Linked DNA regions of Anas platyrhynchos: region 2 is linked to region 1. A link is a contact called in public Hi-C data. All regions are on one chromosome and are shown on one strand. The core of a region is the stretch at or near the end of the contact, and the rest is flanking DNA. Distances in the headings are between cores, read along the strand shown. Region 1 holds the start of SSR3 (signal sequence receptor subunit 3). Region 2 holds the start of PTX3 (pentraxin 3).

Region 1 (2,513 bases), core at 5-2,504:
GCTACCCTGTAAGAAACATCATTCTTGTTAAAGTTGCAAAATGAAAAAAAAAAAATGTGCCTAGAGGAAGTGGTGTTTTACAGGGAAGAATAAAAGCCAGCCACGATACTGAACAGCTCTGCCAGGCTTAAGGAACAATTAGCACTAATTAAATTAGGAGCAGTACTTGTCAAATGGAGTTTGTGGCAATACCCACTGGGATCGAAGGCAGTTCTATTTCATTGTGCTGCTGGCTGACAAGCCCAGGCTATTCCCTAATTACAAGAGAGCTAAGAGAAACCAACTGGGATTTACTGGTACCAAGGAAGCCTGACAAGTACACGATCAACGTGTCTTGCTCCCCCGTGCCGAAGCTCACAGCATCGTGGTAACAGGCACCAGCTTTAGGCAGAGCGTGCGAGTGACATTTTGGTGCCACACATTAAACTCCTATTGAGGACTTTCAATGGCAAAGCAGCCAAGAAGCGAAGGTCGCAGTTAAACATTGCAGTGGTAACTTTTCCATATTGCACTGACAGAGCTTAAGATTTATCGTGCCATGAGCTAATGTAATTCAGCAAGGAGCGCAATGAACTCTGAAGGCAGCAAAAAGCAAGACAACGTGTCAGATACCTTTACAACTCCATGTAAAGTAGCTCATCGGAGCAATGTTTCACCTGTCCTTACTCATATAAAATAACATTAATGCATTCTGTGAGGAATTACTGGATAAGAGCACTCACTTGTGCTTGAGCACGAACTTGACGTTCTTGTACGCGAAGGCCACGAGGTAGGTGCTGATGAGGGTCATGACGCCGTACAGCACGGCCGACTGCACCAGGTCCATGTGCCATATCCTCCAGTACAGCCCTGCGGGAGCGAGCAGCACGAATAAACCCCCACCGTCAGCGCCCCGCGACCCGGGTGGAGCCCCGGGCACCCCCCTCAGCCCCCCCCCAGCCCCTCACAGCCCCCCTCAGCCCCCCCCCAGCCCCCTCAGCCCCCCTCAGGGCCCAGCTCGGCCCAGGCCCGGTGCCGGTGGCGGCGCTCACAGATGGGGATGGCGGAGACGATGAAGGCGTTGCCGAAGAAGAGCGCGGAGGACTTGGCGGAGAGGTTGCGGCTGAAGTCCTGCAGCAGGAGGTCCTCCTCCGACTGCTGCCGCCCGCCGGGGCCGCCCCTGGGCGCCATGGCCGCTGCCCGCCGCTCCCAGCCGCTTCCGCCGCCTCCTCACCGCACTTCCGGCGGCAGCTGACAGGGACCGGAACCGGAACCGGAACCGGGAGCGGGACCGGAAGCGGAACCGGGGCCGCTCACCGGAGGCTGTGGCAGCAGCAGGAGGAGGGCGGCGCCATGGGGGTGCGTAACCAGGCCCGGTGGCGTTAAAAAGAGACATAAAATGTGTACGTGTGGGGCGTTACCGGGAGCGGCAGTGACGCTGTGTTCCTTGTGGTACCCGCAGGGAGCGGCCTCCGGGATGCCCGGCGCTGGGAGCGGCCCCCACGGCCTGGCACGGGGCCGGCAGCGGGGCCCCCGCGCGGCGCTGCGGGCTGACGGCGTGAGGTGAGGCGGGGAGGAACGCAGGGAGCACGGAGAGGAGGAGCACAGCACCGAGAGCCAGCACAACGCGGTGAGTACCGAGCTGTGTCCCCACAAAGGGGCTGGCACTGCCCTCAGCCACCCCTTGTCTCCATCACTCAGGTGGCAGCAGCCACGCACGGGCACCCTCGGGTCACCGGCTGCTGGGAACGTGTGGCCAGGGGGCCTCAGCGGGTGGTGGTCCATGGAGCCTTGGCTGCTGTCCTTTGGTGTTGTTCTTCACTGCAGCTCTTGAGCAATTGGTGGTGGTTCTCACACCTAGCTGGATCAAATTGTTTGAGCTGTGCTTTCTTAATTTCTAAACATTTCCATGGCTGTTTTCTCCGTTTTCAAATATAAAGTTGTTTAAAAGTAACAGAAAACTAATTCAGACTGGTTTAGTTAAATACTTTTCTCTGTGGAAATTGAGATCATCAGAGGTATTTTAGCAGACAGTTGTTTCAACATCTTTAACCTTCTAAGCATGCGCGTCTGTATTGCAGGGGACTTCCAGCATGCCTGACTTCTGCTGCAGGTTCTCTGTGATGAGAGCCCGTTATGCGAAACAGGTGGAGGCTGTTGAAAAGCTTCCTCCTAATGCCTCTGCTCTGTGTGCCCTGTGTCTCTGGAGCTGGAGATCAGTCTTGTTTGTAAAACAATTTAAAACTAAATGTATAATAACATCACCATTTGATCAATATTATAGGAATTTCCTTATTAAAGTGTGTTGTTAGAGTTGTCAAGGGACAGATTACATGTAAGATTGTTTTAAGATTCCAGGTTGTTGTATTTTTGCAGATTTCTTTCTCCGCTCATCTGGGTAAACGTGTGTTGTGGTGGAATGTAATTCAGTTTTTGTTCTGGGGTTGGGTTTACACGAGCAGCACGGTAGCGTGTCGGAGCACAGCCTGCCTGGTGCCCATCTGGCTCTCCGTTAGGATGAAATGTGACTTTGT
Region 2 (2,513 bases), core at 6-2,505, 190 kb after region 1:
AAACACAGCCAGCAGCATGGGGAGCTCGGCATCATGCTCAGCAGTGCCGGTACCAGACGTGTGCTGAGGCCATGCACAGCTCCGTGCTACCTCCCTGTGTCTCCTGCCCCTGAACAGAAGCCCCGGTGATGGAGCAGGGCGAGGAAGCTGTGCAGGGGAGAGTGGAGCCCTCCCTGCCACCGCTGTGTGCAGCGCTGAGGGGCTGGGCCTGGGGGTCCCAAGCAGAAAGGGAACAGACTGCACGCTGAGTGTGGTTATCTGGGGTTTTTCCCCCCAGTTTCCTAAATATTTGTAACTTCTGCCATCAGTATGCTACCCTTACTCTCAATTCTGAAATAATCAAGGGCCTGTTAAGCTGATAAACTTTCCAGAGCTTAAGTGAGTCACCACCACCACCACCACCGCTTGTCACTGGATTAACATCTAACCCACGAGCCCCTTGTTTTGTTGTTTCCAAGTGAAGAGCAACAGCTCTCATCCTGCAGCTGCTAACCTACGGGCTCCTGAAACAAGATCCTAGCAGCAATGCCTGATCACCAGTTACAAAGCTGTTACTGGTAATTAGGACTAGAAAAGCAAAACCCCAGCAAGCTGCCTTTAGTTTTTTTTCACAAGTTCTCCTTTGTTGTTTAAGGCAGCAAACTACCAGTATAATAGAAGCTTTTAAATAAAAAAATATTTTAAAAAAGTGCTACAAGATCTAGGTGAAACCGTACGTGTGCATCTAAACCAGTTGCAGACCTATTTATTTCTCGACCAGTCCCCTCCAGAGCCCTGGCACACACCAGCCGCCAAATGAGTTTGCAGAGAACATTTTCCTTCCCACAAAGGACACACAATGGCACGAGCGATGCAGCCTGGGCTTTTAGGCAGCAATCTGAGTGATTTCATCCCCCGCTCTCAGCCTCGCTTCGCTGCACGTTCCGGCAGCCTGCTCTCGGAGGGGAAGCGGCAGCTCGCAAGAGCAGCTTTCCCCGTTCCTTCCCCTCCATGAGGCAGCCCTTCTCCCCCCAGCGCAAACCTGGAAGGCTGAGATTGAGCAAGCTGCACGCCCCCTTCGCCTCGCCGCCAAAACCAACAACCAGAAGTGCTCTTATTACAACACTGGCACTAGCATCGCTCATTCATTCAGGCTGAGACACTCGGAGCATTTATTAGGGGCTCGCCGCGGCTCACTCGCAGTCTCGTCTCCGCTGAAGTCTGACTTGGACTTTAGCTCCAGACAGCTCAGCTATTTTCAGGAAGCAGCTGGAGAATGCTGCCTCAAGGAGTGCTTTCTCTGCTCACGCTGTTCTGTGTTTTCAGGGCTTCTGTCTCTGTCCTGGATGAAGATGACGACTATGATCTCATGTATGTGAATCTGGATAACGAAATCGAAGGTCCGGTTCTTGGGACTGAGGAAAGTAAGTAGATTAAGTAGATTTAAACTAAATTTCTCTTAAGTGCAGTATTGCATTCTTTGTTGCTTGCTCTTGTACCAATTGTTACAAAAATTTATTCATTGTAAGAGGAAGAAGCGTGTGCTCATACCAGTAGATTATTGCGAACAGCAAGCGCTACAGTGCTTGGTTAGCGTGCCTTGGAAGTTTGCTTCACACTATTGTTCCCGTTTTCCTGCAGAAGAGTGGGGTTGACAGTTTCAGAACTGCTCTGATACACACTGCTTTACCTTCCCATTTTGATCCAGAAGGAAATGAACTGGCAGACTGGAGCTCATAAAGCCCCGTACAGAGCCAGGTTTTGTTAAATACCCCTTCTGTTTAAAACCCTAAGTGCATCTGCATCTTGCATTCCAGCTTCGTGTGACTGCCAGCGAGAGCACACCGAGTGGGACAAGCTCTTCATCATGCTCGAGAACTCGCAGATGAAGGAGAACATGATGCTGCAGACCATGGACGACATCCTGAAGGTGGACCTGCAGACGCTCAGAGCAGAGCTGAGCCAGCTCGCTGCCAGCCTCGCTGGCACCTTCAGCGCTGCGGTCGAGAAAGTCACGTCCCACGTCATCTCCCAGGTAGAGCAGGCGCTTGTGAGGAGCAGTGACCACGGTGAAGAAGCCAAGGGGCTTCACGAGTCCCAGCAAGGAAAGGTCCTTGAGCACGTTCTGCTCCTGAGCCACAACGTGTCCAACAGGCTCAGCCGCCTGGAGAGCGCTTGCCTGAGAAGGTCTGAGGCGGAGGCGCAAGAAACAGCTTTTCAGCAGGACAAACTCAGTCCCACCAGAGAAGACAACCTCATTTTGACCTCTCTGTGGAAAGAGCTACAGCAGATGAGAGCCGAACTGAAGGCATCGCAGAAATGGGCAGCTCGGCACTTGCTGCCAGCGGGTAAGTCCACACACGTTATTCTTTCCTGGCGAGCTCTTTGGTTGGGCTGTCAACGCGGACATGCTATAAACACTGACCTCCACACAGGACCCCAAAGCAATCTTATGGGTAGCCCAGAAGCTCTGGGCAGTCTGCAGATAGAGGGAGGAAACCCAGTAAGGGCTCTTGAAAAAAAGAGGCGTTGAG

What was found. Hi-C and Micro-C count contacts between places; a contact is called where the count stands out from the background.
Region 2: a Hi-C map of subcutaneous adipose tissue shows a contact between it and region 1, with 2.0 times the contacts expected there. The contact joins the promoter of PTX3 here to the promoter of SSR3 in region 1. A contact is called at or near these places in 4 of 8 Hi-C or Micro-C datasets (liver, skeletal muscle and subcutaneous adipose tissue).

What each region holds. Positions count from the first base shown.
Region 1 is chr9:1,451,920-1,454,432 of IASCAAS_PekinDuck_T2T, forward strand. SSR3 (signal sequence receptor subunit 3) reads right to left here and starts at 1,255. Exons shown (of 5, transcript XM_027464506.3): 1 at 1,032-1,255; 2 at 723-849; 3 at 1-6. The coding sequence starts at 1,170. It overlaps TIPARP (TCDD inducible poly(ADP-ribose) polymerase), which reads left to right and starts at 1,203. Exons shown (of 7, transcript XM_027464498.3): 1 at 1,203-1,338; 2 at 1,442-1,609.
Region 2 is chr9:1,639,601-1,642,113 of IASCAAS_PekinDuck_T2T, forward strand. It overlaps PTX3 (pentraxin 3), which reads left to right and starts at 1,256. Exons shown (of 3, transcript XM_005027559.6): 1 at 1,256-1,403; 2 at 1,797-2,327. The coding sequence starts at 1,256. The region is part of intron 5 of VEPH1 (ventricular zone expressed PH domain containing 1); the gene reads right to left.